2 separate regions of the Arachis hypogaea genome follow, and region 2 is linked to region 1. Evidence: chromatin contacts called from public Hi-C data. All regions are on one chromosome and are shown on one strand. The core of a region is the stretch at or near the end of the contact, and the rest is flanking DNA. Distances in the headings are between cores, read along the strand shown.

Evidence for each region. Hi-C and Micro-C count contacts between places; a contact is called where the count stands out from the background.
Region 2: a Hi-C map of an unstated tissue shows a contact between it and region 1, with 2.7 times the contacts expected there. The contact joins the promoter of LOC112767175 here to the enhancer-like site in region 1. A contact is called at or near these places in 2 of 8 Hi-C or Micro-C datasets (leaf and an unstated tissue).

What each region holds. Positions count from the first base shown.
Region 1 is chr17:113,198,969-113,205,337 of arahy.Tifrunner.gnm2.J5K5, forward strand. No RefSeq gene overlaps it. Among protein-coding and RNA genes, the nearest start is that of LOC112766903, 13 kb to the left of the region's middle. Within about 2 kb of position 2,848, at least 3 of the 3 cell types and tissues checked have open chromatin away from gene starts, as enhancers often do.
Region 2 is chr17:113,277,781-113,284,149 of arahy.Tifrunner.gnm2.J5K5, forward strand. LOC112767175 reads left to right here and starts at 4,038. Exons shown (of 7, transcript XM_025813062.3): 1 at 4,038-4,462; 2 at 4,600-5,257; 3 at 6,273-6,369. The coding sequence starts at 4,365.

The DNA of each region.
Region 1 (6,369 bases), core at 1,598-4,097:
CAATCCCGATGTGGTCTGGCGCGACACTGCCTCATCCCCGTACAAGAACTGTGTATATGGGATGAGGTCATTCTTTGCCAGCGGCCTCCGCACCTCTTTGTTGAGGCCATTGTCAGGCTCCGCCACCAGTCGAGTCCGAGGAAGGCGTGGATTTGAGGCTACAAGAGCTCTAACGCAGCCTTCACCAGCAGGCTCAGTAGCTAAATGATTATCGGGAGAGGTATCAGGAGATCCTCACTCGTGTGACGTCTACGAATGATCTCAGGCTAGAGTAGAGGGAGTCACTAGAGCTGCTTCAGCGTATGGAGGCTCAGATGGAGGTGTATCAGGTATAAATGCACGCCATTGGCATCGACCCTGCTGGTGGCACACGGACATCACCACCTTCTGCGCCGCCGACTCAAAGCCACGGGACCGACAACGATCAAGATAACGAGGAAGACTACCTGGATCTGTAGTTATTAGTGTTTTGTTTAATTGTTTGATTGTATTTATTTGATGTACTTGAGTTTTAATTTTATTTGAACATTGTATTATTTATTTTAAATAATAGATTTTCATTATTTATGAATTCAACATTAATTGTGTAAAAATTAAAATTAAAATCATAGTTATTAAACCCGGACCGGACCGGCCAGTTCGACCAAAAAATCGATGAACTGAATCCTAAACCAGTCCGAGTTAACAATTTAACCGGATAAGTATGCAAACCGGCCAAACCCGAAAAGCCTGATCAAATTCGGTCTAAATTGAGGATTGAATCGAACCGATTGACCCGCCGTCAGCACGCAACCTGATGATGTCAGCACGCGTATCACTCAAATTTCAAAAATTTGGAGTGTTGCCAACGCTGGGATTCAAACTTGAATCATTCAAGTTATAAAGGGAGCTTGCCACCACTAGGACAAGCTTACCTTTTGTATTATATTCTATCTTTTTATAAATATATTATTAACTACTAGACATATCATAATTAATAACTTATGTATTAATTCTTTTAGTCATGCAAATTTAAGATACTTTTTTATCTTTTTATTCTAATGAATAGCGTTCATATTAATTTAATTTATTTTTATTTCATATTTACTCTTTTTTAAATTAATTATTTTTTAATTATATCATTATTAAAATAAAAATTAAACTTTGTTAAATATCTATAAATTAAAAAAAAATAAGCAAAAGTTTTTTATTAATCATGACATATTTTTGTTATTGATAATTATATGCCATCTATTAATATTAATATTTTTCAACATATATTTGAATAATATAATAGATACTAATTAATTAATAAATTAAAAAATAAGTTAATTTGATATAAAAAAATAAATTTTATATAATTATTTAATTATGACCGGGTTAATCGGTTGAACCTGTGACCCACCGGTTGAACCAGTGACCCAGTGACCCAGTAGTTTTGCTGGGTCGATTGCCAGTTTGGTTTTGATAACTATGATTAAAATGGACCATTTATTTCAATTTTTTAAAAACATTGACATTACCGTCGAATATACCGTAGAAATAATTTGACGGTAATAGTGCACGAAACAAAATTTTTTGGCGCTAATAATACCATCGAAAAAATTCGCCAGTAACCAATTTGTTTTCCGAACTGGTAATCTGTCGCAACAAAAAAAATCTGACGGTAACCATTTAATTTATTTTTTTACGATAAATCCGATGGTACTCAACGTTTTTCGTGTAGTGAGGCTCTATAACACTATTCTAGTACAGTAGCTAGAATTTCAATGTAATTGTTAATTTTTTTATAATTTTAAATAAATTAATAATTTTATAAAATTTGTATTAAAATAAATAATTTTACAATTTAATTTTTATTATAATTTTTATATTTTACGTTTTTAATTTACTTTTATAATTTTACATAAAATCTTAATTTCTTTATCTTTCCATGCATTTCACTCCAATGTATATATAAAATGATAACTGCTATGTATTTTTCGAAAGATAATATGATCATTTCTTTCATATATTATTGTATAGTAGTCTGTTTTACATATTTTTAACACACAAAACACTAACACATTTAACTAATTTATGTATAATTAAAGTTTGAATAAAATTAATTTTTAAAACACTCATTAAATATGTGATAAGATTACACAAATATTTATCAAATTTGATGTTCTTTTTTATATTCTTAAGAAATATAAATAATTTATGTGATAAATCAATTGTTTATAATTTAATTTAAATATGATATTCTATATTCAAATAAAATATATAAAAAATTATTTTATGTATTGAATGCGTAGTGGAAGTATCTATACATCGAAGATTTTGTTTTTGATATTGGAGTAGCAACGGTGTTTTTTTTAAATGTGGGTTGATGTGGTGTTATTCTCAAATGTGGAACCGTTTAATTAGATAAACAGAAATCAGACCGTCCGATTTGTGAAGATACAGAAATCGAACTGATGAATTTGTGAAATCAGACTAAGGGATTTGTGACAGTACAGAAATCAGACCGAGAGATTTGTGACAGTACAGAAATCGGAGCGAGGAATTTCTGTTAAAAAAATTAAAAAATTTAAAGTATACAAATCGTACCTTCCGATTTGTGTATCTTCCACACTTTTAAAAAATACTAAAAATTATCATATTAAAGTATATTACTATTTTTACTTCCATATACAAAAAAAAAAGCGCCTCTATACATCACATGACATCACTTACTAAAGATAGCCTTAACTAGTTAACTTCTGATTTTGTATAGAAGTGAAAATGATAGCGGTACCGTTTGGTTTTATGTCTATAGTGCATTTCGGTTTCTTGTTTGGAAGGGACTTTTTTTTTTTTTTTTTGGTAACTGGAAGGACCTATTTAATCAGTGCCTGGGCTATCCATAACCCCTATGGTTTCTAATCTATGACCAATATCATAGCGGTATGCTTCGTACAAAACAAAAAAGGTGTATAATACATTTGAAGTAATATAAGAATAAAATGAAAGTGGTAATTGGAACTATTTCTCTAAATTTTAGATTTTTATTTTAGAGAATAAAATAAAATCTTTTATCATGGAATGTTTTTTCATTCATCTTTTTTTTTAATCTTATTTATAAAATAAATAATAATAAATTATACTTTACTCTTTAAAATGAATTTCAAAATTTAGATGATGGAAATCCTTTTGATTTGCTTAAAAGGTTCAATAGGGCACTGAAACTAATAAAGCACACTTAGTTTTTGACTCTGTGAAAAAAATAATTAACTGCTTTAAGAAGAAAGTATGAATCAGCCTTTTTTTTTTCCTGGACATTGATGAATAAACTTTAAAATTTCGATTTTCGAGTGATAACGAACAAATGGAAATGGCGTTATGGGCTAAGTAAGGCTCCACTGTTCCAGTTTCTTATCTTCAATAAGCCCAATAGAAAACGGAGAGCACCTCAAGCGCAGCTCAATACTGCTAATTATTAATTAAGTATCTATTAAACTCTCTTATTTTTCAGTTATTTTTATAAAAAATTCAAATATATAATTATTATTGTGATAAGTATAAATGGATGAATGTCTATTTAATATATTGTGACTTTCTTCACAATATTGGGCGGCCAACTTTTTCAAGATTGAAGGAATCAATCTTTAAGACAGATGCAAATAAATGAACTTTGAAAAGTAAGGCTTAGTACGTGTATAAATAGAGGTTTAAACCTCTGACAACACACACGATCAATAATAATGTTGTGATAAGTATTAATGTGGATGCCCATTTTCATTGAAACTCTCTTTACTAATGATGACTCTATTAAATGTAGTTTGAAAATGTTTCATTATAAATAGAGGCTTAAGCTTCTGAATGGATATACGCTACAAGCAATAACAAACCATTCTTATCTCTCTCTTCTTTCATGCACTATAATATTATAAGTTCTATTTTCTTCTCTCTCTCTTAGTATATAAGTATTAATATATAATATTAATACATTTCTATTAGTGTGAGATATTGAAGTGGTGATTATTATTATTAAAGTTATCCATTTACACATCTTTATTTTATATCTAGTACATCTTTCTTATTTATTTTACAACACGTTATCAGCACGAGACTCTAACGAAATTTTAGGAAGACTCCAGGTAACAAATTTTCATTATGTTGAAGCTCTCTCATCTTAAATTTAATGTTCTTGATATATTTCGAAATAATTATTTATCATGGATATAGTTGCTGAAATCCATCTTGATTCAATGGATCTTGAAAATACCATTAAGGCTGAAAATAATGCATCCCAAAAGGATAAAACCAAGGCCATGATTTTCCTTCGTCGTCGTCTTGACGAATGATTGAAAAATGAATATCCCACATTAAAAAATCCTGCAGATTTGTGGAAAGACATTGAAGAAAGGTACAATCATCAAAAGATGGTGATACTTCCTTAAACCCGATATGTTAGAGAAAATTTTTTCGACCTTCCATGTCTCGAATGTGCTCCTGCAGCAGCAATATCGAGAAAAAGAATTTAAAAATATTCTGAGTTAATTTCTTGCTTTCTTGTTGCTGAACGCAACAATGAGTTACTTTTGAGAAATCATAAAGCGCACCCAGCTGGTGCCGCCCCATTTCCTGAAGCAAATGCGGCAAATTATAACCCCAGAAGAGATAAATGGCAAGGCTATGGTAGCAAGAAAAATTATGAAAGGAAAATGAATTATGTTCACAAGAAAGGATCTCACCAGAAGTGGGATAAAGAAAGGAACAATGGGCAAAATAGATCAATTGAGGATAAATACTTCCGTTGTGGTGGAAAGGGCCATTAGACACGTACCTGTTGTACCCCAAGGCACCTAATTGATCTTTATCAAGCATCCTTGAAAAAGGATGACAAAGGAAAGGAAACAAATTTTATTTCAAATGATGAGAGTTCCATCACTCATTATGATGTATCTAATATCTTTGAGAATTCTGAAGGAAATATTGGCTATTTGATCAATGATGGAATAGTTTAATATGTGAGTTTGTTAAGTATTCATGTGAATAATTTTACTGTGCATTTACTTCTACTCATTTTATTATTATTATCATTTGTTTTTAAAGAAAAATGGCAAGGACATATTATGAAGATATTTGCCTTACGGATAGTGCAAGTTCGCACATTATTCTTAAAAGTACTATATATTTTACCCATCTTGTGCCAAAAGAAGAGTATGTTAATACTATTATTGGCTCGGGTAATGTGATAGAAGGCTCCGGAGGAGCTATAATTTTGTTTCCTGGAGGAACAAAATTTGTAATAAATAATGCACTATTATCTACCATGTCTCTAAGAAACTTGTTGAGCTTTAAAGATATTCGCTGAAATGGATATCATATTGAGACTATGAATGAGGGAAATCATGAGTACTTATGTATCACAACACATGATTTAAATAAAAAGAGTTATATTAGAAAAGTTGCCCACACTTTCATCTGGGTTATATTATACTAAGATTAGTGCAATTGAATCACATGAGAGTGTACACCAGAAGTTTACTAGCCCAAATGAATTCATAACTTGGCACGATCGATTGGGTCATCCGAGAACAACCATGATGCGGAGAATTATTGAAAACTCCCATGGACATTCACTAAAGAACCAGAAGATTCTTAAAACTAGTGAATTTTGTTGTGCTGCATGTTCTCAAGGGAAGTTAATTTTAAGGCCATCACCAGTAAAGATTAGATTTGAGTCTCCTGAATTCCTAGAAAGGATTCAAGGTGATATATGTGGACCTATTCATCCACCATGTGGATCTTTTAGATATTTTATGGTTCTAATATACGCATCTTCGAGATGGTCACATGTGTGCTTATTATCTTCTCGCAACCTGGCGTTTGCGAGATTACTGGCTCAAATTATTCGATTAAAAGCACAATTTCCAGAAAATCCAATCAAAGCAATTCGTCTTGATAATGCTGGTGAATTTACTTCCCAAGCTTTTGATACTTATTGTATGGCTAATGGAATAAGTGTTGAACATCCAGTAGCTTATGTTCACACACAAAATGGGTTAGCAGAATCACTTATTAAGCGCCTCCAATTAATTGCTAGACCCTTGTTTATGAGAACAAATCTCCCAACCTCGGTTGGGGGCATGCTATTTTACATGCCGCAGCACTTATTCGTTTGAGGCCAACGAATTATCATAAGTTCTCTCCTATGCAATTAGCTTTTGGCCAGAAGCCAAATGTTTCCCATTTAAGAATATTTGGGTGTGCGATATATGTTCTCATTGCACCACCTAATCGCACCAAAATGGGACCCCAAAGAAAATTGGGGATATATGTTAGATATGATTCTCCCTCTATAGTAAGGTATCTTGAGATACAAACGGGTGATGTATTTAAAACCCGGTTTGCGGATTGTCA
Region 2 (6,369 bases), core at 2,788-5,287, 80 kb after region 1:
AACTAGTCTTGTACTGTTCATAAAAAAAGTGAATTTGGATTAAAAGCTAATATTATGAATTTCACTTAAGGTGTTTTTACTATCTATTTTTGTCCAAATTAGACAAATAAATCTCTACTATTGGCGACGTCAACTATTTTTAATGAAAGAATTTGACGTGTTCAACGAAAACAAATTTTAAGAACCTATTTAATACTTTTTTTTTTAAAAACAAATTTATATAACAAAATTTTTTATTGTCTAAATGGGCAGCTTTAGGGGTGTTCGAGGTGCGATTTGGTTTGGTGTTTGAAGAAAAAATCATTCGATCCGATCGTCTAATTAAACTGCGGTTCAGTTTGGTTCGATTTTTTTATCAAAATCATCCGAACCAAACCAAATTGGTTTGGTTTGGTTCGATTTGTTCCGTTTTCCAATTAATTACAGAAAAAAAGTCTTAAAATATTGCAGGAACTACTAGAGCCAAGAATGAAATATTAAAAAATTGTGAAGTATAAGCAACTAACAAACATTAGTATGTACACTTCTCTTCAAACATTCTTAATTTCATGTACTGACAGGAATTGGACAAAATGCAGAAATTTCTACTGCAAATTATACAACTTTTCACTTTCACCATTAACAACAAAATGTTGTGAAGGCTATGACATTCATGACAAATTAATGGAACTTCTTCAGTAAAAATCAAGTTTAATTAATCATGAAAATGAGCAAGAGCTGAGGGCTGAGGGTGGAGCAAAATACATTTTAGGAAGGGAAAGATAAGAGCCAGAACTATTCCTCTAAATAGTTTATAAAAAGAGTAGTATAATAATACAGAATCAATATATATAACATCTTAAAAATACAAAAAGAAAATATGTTAATCCATTAATGACAGCATAAAAATAATAACTAACAACCAACTAAAAGGTGAGAACCAAGTATATTGGTACTGGTACGTGTTTAACCAATAACCAGCAGAAGCAGAAGCAAAAATATCAATAGGTTGAACATAAAAAATCAAGGAAAAAAAATATTAACAACATGGGAAAGATTGAAACTATAATGGAATAAAAGATCGCCGAATCTGTTGTTTGGTAAGTTTTTCACAGCATTGGACCCAAATCCTCGATTGAAGCCAATAAATCTATCCCGTGCCACAATCCCTGCATCAATGAAACAGACTTCCAAAAATCAATAACAAATACATTGAACAAATATACTAAACAAATAATTAAAAAATCAGAAGCATAAATTCAAACAAATACATTCAACAAATATATTCAACAATGAACAACAATCAGCAACAAATATATTCAATAAATACCTGACTTGGAGGCTCTTTATTTGACTCGGTGGACTCTGACCTTTGACGGTGCTGGGAGGGGCTAGGTTCAGCACTGCTGGGAGGGGCTGGGTTCGGCGCTGCTGAGAGGGGTTGGAAGAGCTAGGTTCGGCGCTGCTGGGAGACAAACATAGCTAAAACCAGCATGTCATAGCATCACAAATTCACAATCCAAGAGAGACACAAACAAAGACAAACATAGCTAAAACCAGAATAAAAAAATATAATTATACAATTCACAGATTCACAAATTACACATAACTTTCTGAAAATTTTTTGCTTCAAAAGTAATCCCAAGTTACATTTCATAAGATTAATACAATAGAGAGAAAGTACAATGAACGATTAACTGAATTATTTGAACTAATGCTTCAGGTCAAATTATCAAAATCACAAGCATAAGTGCATAACCATCAAAGCTATGAAATTTTTTGTTATACAATCTACACAAAATACAATGATTAAACATGGCATAATCCCATGCATAATTAGCATCGATATATAATAAACAACCAATTGAACAATTATTTTATCAGAAAAAAAATATTGAAAGCCAAATTACATTATTTCTTCAACGCAACATGAATCAAATCGTCAAATTCTATGTGTGATAAACCCTAGGATTTGATATTAGAAGAGAATACTGAAAGGAAAAAAGAAAGAAAACTAGGTAGAACGTTACCTGGTTGAAAATTAGGGTTTATGAAGGGTGAATTGAATGGAATCAAATGTTGGTGACTCCTCTCAGTTCTGAAAGAAACGAAGAATACTGTTCGTGGAGGACGACGCAGCTCCTGGTGCGTGGAGGAGACGGCGGCTGCGGGGCGTGGAGGACGAAGAGGAAGGGGGGAGAGACAGAACCCCGCCGAGGAGAGGAAAGCACGATGAGGAAGGTCGGAAGAGAAAAGACCGCGTCGAGAACTGAGACGAGGGAAGTGTGACGACTGACGAGGAAGGGTCGCCGAGAGGGTGCTATTTGGCGATGTCAGTGGCTGAGAGGACGACGGCTCTATGGAGGGTGGGTGGAGGAGTTTTTGGCGCTGCGAAGTGGTTGAGGACTCAAGGGGAGACGGAGAGTGGAGAGAGTTGGGGAGTGGGGACTAGGGTTGCTGAGTGTGGGAGTGGCGGCTACTTGAAGAGTTGGGGTTGGGGGGTTTGATTTTTAGGGTTTTTTCAAGTAGTCGGTTTGGTTAGGGTTTTCACTATTAAAATCGAAAATCGAACCGAACCACAGAAAAAACAACAAAATATCATTTTTTTCGGTTTTTTCGATTTTCAATTTGTTCGGTTTTCGATTTATTTAGTTCGATTGATCGGTTTTATTCGGTTTAGATCGGTTTTGAACACCCCTAGGCAGTTTACTCTTGTTTTTTTAGACTAATCATTCATAGAACCCCTAACTAGCATGATAGGACATTCCGGAACGCAATTTATTCTGAATTCTTATATACCCTACCCACATATGTATATATCAAGGAAAAACAAAGAATGAGGCCTATGGAAATGACCATGATGTCCTCCATCCAGCATGCTCTAAGCCTGTAAGCAGAGCGCACCGAAGCCAATTATAAGGAATTTGACTGCGAATGGCGCAGCAGCGAAGAAAACACTAAGGTCCATTATTGATGAGGTCTGCAAATGTTTTCTGATAACAAAATCATTGTATTTTTACTTTTCTTTTTAAAAGTTAATAAGTCAAGTATTTTTCTCAATTGTAATATATACTTTTGATCAACATCAATAAGATAGAGATAGTCAATTGATTACTTTTTAAATTATGTTCTTTCAATTAGTTAATTAAAAGTAATGTAATCCAAGTTTGATTGAGAAATGAATGATTAATTTGTAGTGAAAGGAGGTCAATAGGAGGTCAAAAAAAGGTCAAGGGCACAGAGCACAATTCGTTAATGGACGGTGACATGACCTAATAATAATAATCTCGTTCATGTAAGTAGCATTAACAACTAATTTTGTTTCATACTCGGTTAATGAAACGTATTTAAGCAGAAAATGAAAGTAGTGTGTGTTAAATAAAAGTGGAAGACTTGGAGCGTGCAGTGCATAGAGTAGTGGCTGTTATGATGATTTCAAATTGATCAAAGTGTCTTGTATACTCTCTTGGGATTGAAGGGAAAGGATTTTTAATCATGGCATATGGAGAGAGAGAGAGGGAGAGAGAGAGAGAGTACTCTTCATTCCTGTAATTGCACAATTGATTGGGAGCTGGGTATATATATAAAAAATTATTTAATTAGTTGAATAATTATTTAATTTGGAACAATATTACATGTCAAATAAATATTATCTTTTTTTATTATTATTTGATCAGTAATAATTTATCTTTATATTTTTAGATATTTTATACAAAAAAAATATAATTTATATCTATATTTATAAAAATTTTATACATATAAATTAATATAATTTATATTTATATTTTTAAAATTTATACATATAAATTAATAAAATTTATTTATTAAAAATAATTTAGTGTTTATACAGACTAAATAATAGCCAAAACATATTAAAAGTTGTTTACCCAAAAATTTCTCATATAAAAAATTAAAATGGCACTAATTATTTAATTAGTTGAATAATGAAAAAAAAAAAAAGTGGGGTGGTGGCCGGCTAATGAATACATAAAGGACAAAATTATATACTACTTAATTAGTAATTAATTTATTAAGGGTCGAAAGCAAAGCTGCAAGGTGCAAGAGGGAAAGGGGGAAAAAGTAGTGAAGTTGAAAAATTGAATAATTAAAAGTCAGAGAGAGGTATGGGGTATAGATGCTACTACAGCTACTCATGACCCTCTCTTCCTTCCTTTTCAAGGATACTTTACTGTGACAAACGAAACAAAGAAAGAGTAAAGAAAGGGTATGTGTTAGTGACTTAGTTCCGATATCCATTGATGAGAACTAACACAGTGCGTGCCAGATTCCCTTCATCTATCTATCTCAGTGATGAGAGTATATATCCTTGGGATTTTCAATCACCTTAATTATTCCTTTTAAAACCACCCATTATTGTCATTAATATGGAATCTCCAAATCTCCATCAACATCCTTCTTCATCTTCCTCATCATCATCATATGGATCCACCACCCACCATTCTTGGACTCCAAATATCACTTTGTAAGTAGTAGTAGTAGTCCATGCTATTCTTACTTATATTACACAGCATCAATGAATGAATGCATCATGCATCTAGTTAGGGCTTTTAATTTGTCCATATTCTAATCGGATTATCTTGTGAATGTGTTATTGAACAGCCACATCCAAGAAGATAACAATAATAATATTAATATTGGGGTCCCTCTCATCCAAGATCATCACCATCACTTATGGACGACAACTACAACAACTACTAGTAGTGGTGATGATAATACTGCACAACCAAGCTGCTTAAGCTTAAACACCACCAACCACATCACTATTAATCATAATATGCTAAACTCTCATCATACACCTCCTCCTCCTTCTTCAACCGTCGAATTCTCAACACACGATGATGACAAGCTCTTGCTCAAGACGTTTTTCTCTGCGCAAGATTTCTACTCCAATACCGATACTACTACTACTACTACTTTCTGTGGAGTACCTTCTAGTAGTAGACGAAACTTTAGTCACATTTATCCCACCATAAATATCTCTAATAATATCAACAACCACTCATCACCATCACCATCATCTTCTAGTAATAATATGACCTCGCACTCCTTCGATCTACCAGCTTTCATGACAACTACCACTCATGGCGGCGGTGCTGCTGCACATCAACAAGTAGATCTTGGTCTTGCTACATTTTCCGACAACCATCTTTCTTTTCATCTTGATCATCATCATAGCCAGCACCACCGCCCTACTCACGCCTCCTCGCCGCCCTGCAGTAACTCTACTACTTCCACTACTGCTAATAATAACAGTCATGTAAGTTTGTTATTTTTCTCTTCCTTCTTTTCATTTCTTTAACTTGGAAGTTGGAATTACATATTCATTGTTAGATGGCATGCATAACCATTATTCTCGCTCTTGACTCAATCAGTCACTTAGTTTAATCAGTTAGTTAGTTCAGTTAATTAGTATGCTTAGGTAGCTTATTCACTCGATGAACTCAAATTGAAGTGATGATGTGAGTTGTTCCTTGTTCACTACTTCATTTAGATCATTACCTTTCCTTAAAACAATTAAGTTGTCATCAATACTCGGCGAGGTATGTATACATAAAAATACTATGTACATATTAAAATTCAATCGTCGTGTATTTATGTATTAATATATACATATATTGTTTAAATTATTTTCATTGTGTATTTTGTATTCTAATATATTCTATATACGAATAATTGATTTAAGAGGAGTGTTAGGAGACAAGCAATTTTTGTGATTTGTAGTCATCAAATAATCATCAATGATAATTTTAATAGTATGAGATTAGTGTGAGATTTCATTCAATAACTCACTTTTTATTGCTGGTTACATGCTGGCCAGAATTTAAAAAAATTGCTGCCATATACTTTTCCATTGATTTAATAGCTGATTTTATATTACCATGATGAGCAGCTTCAAACAAAAACAAACTCAAAGATAGTTTCTTATGCTACTAACAAATTTTATTACAAGGCTTCAAAAATAAAAAGGAAGACGAAGAAGAGAGAATATACTAATTCATGAAGTTGACTATAGAGGCAGCGCATAAGTTTTTGAAACAGAAAAAAATAAAAAGGAAAAGCAGAAAGCCTTTAATTTTTCTCGCTACACTATGAGTTAGTATACCCTTAATAGCTTTAAAAACTGGACATATCTCTTTAGTGAAAAATTATCTTCTTTTTCTTTTGCTATGTCTTCTCTTAATCTTTTCTTTATCCTTTTCCTTCTTGAAAAAGACTTGCCCAGTGGCCACTACAATAATAATTATTCGGCTTTTCTTTTCTTGCATATGTAGCCATCACAATACTTCTCCAATGGCACTGTGGACACAAAGAGACCCTGCACTTCGATAATGGACACAAAGGCTTCTCAATCTCTAACAGCATCCAAGA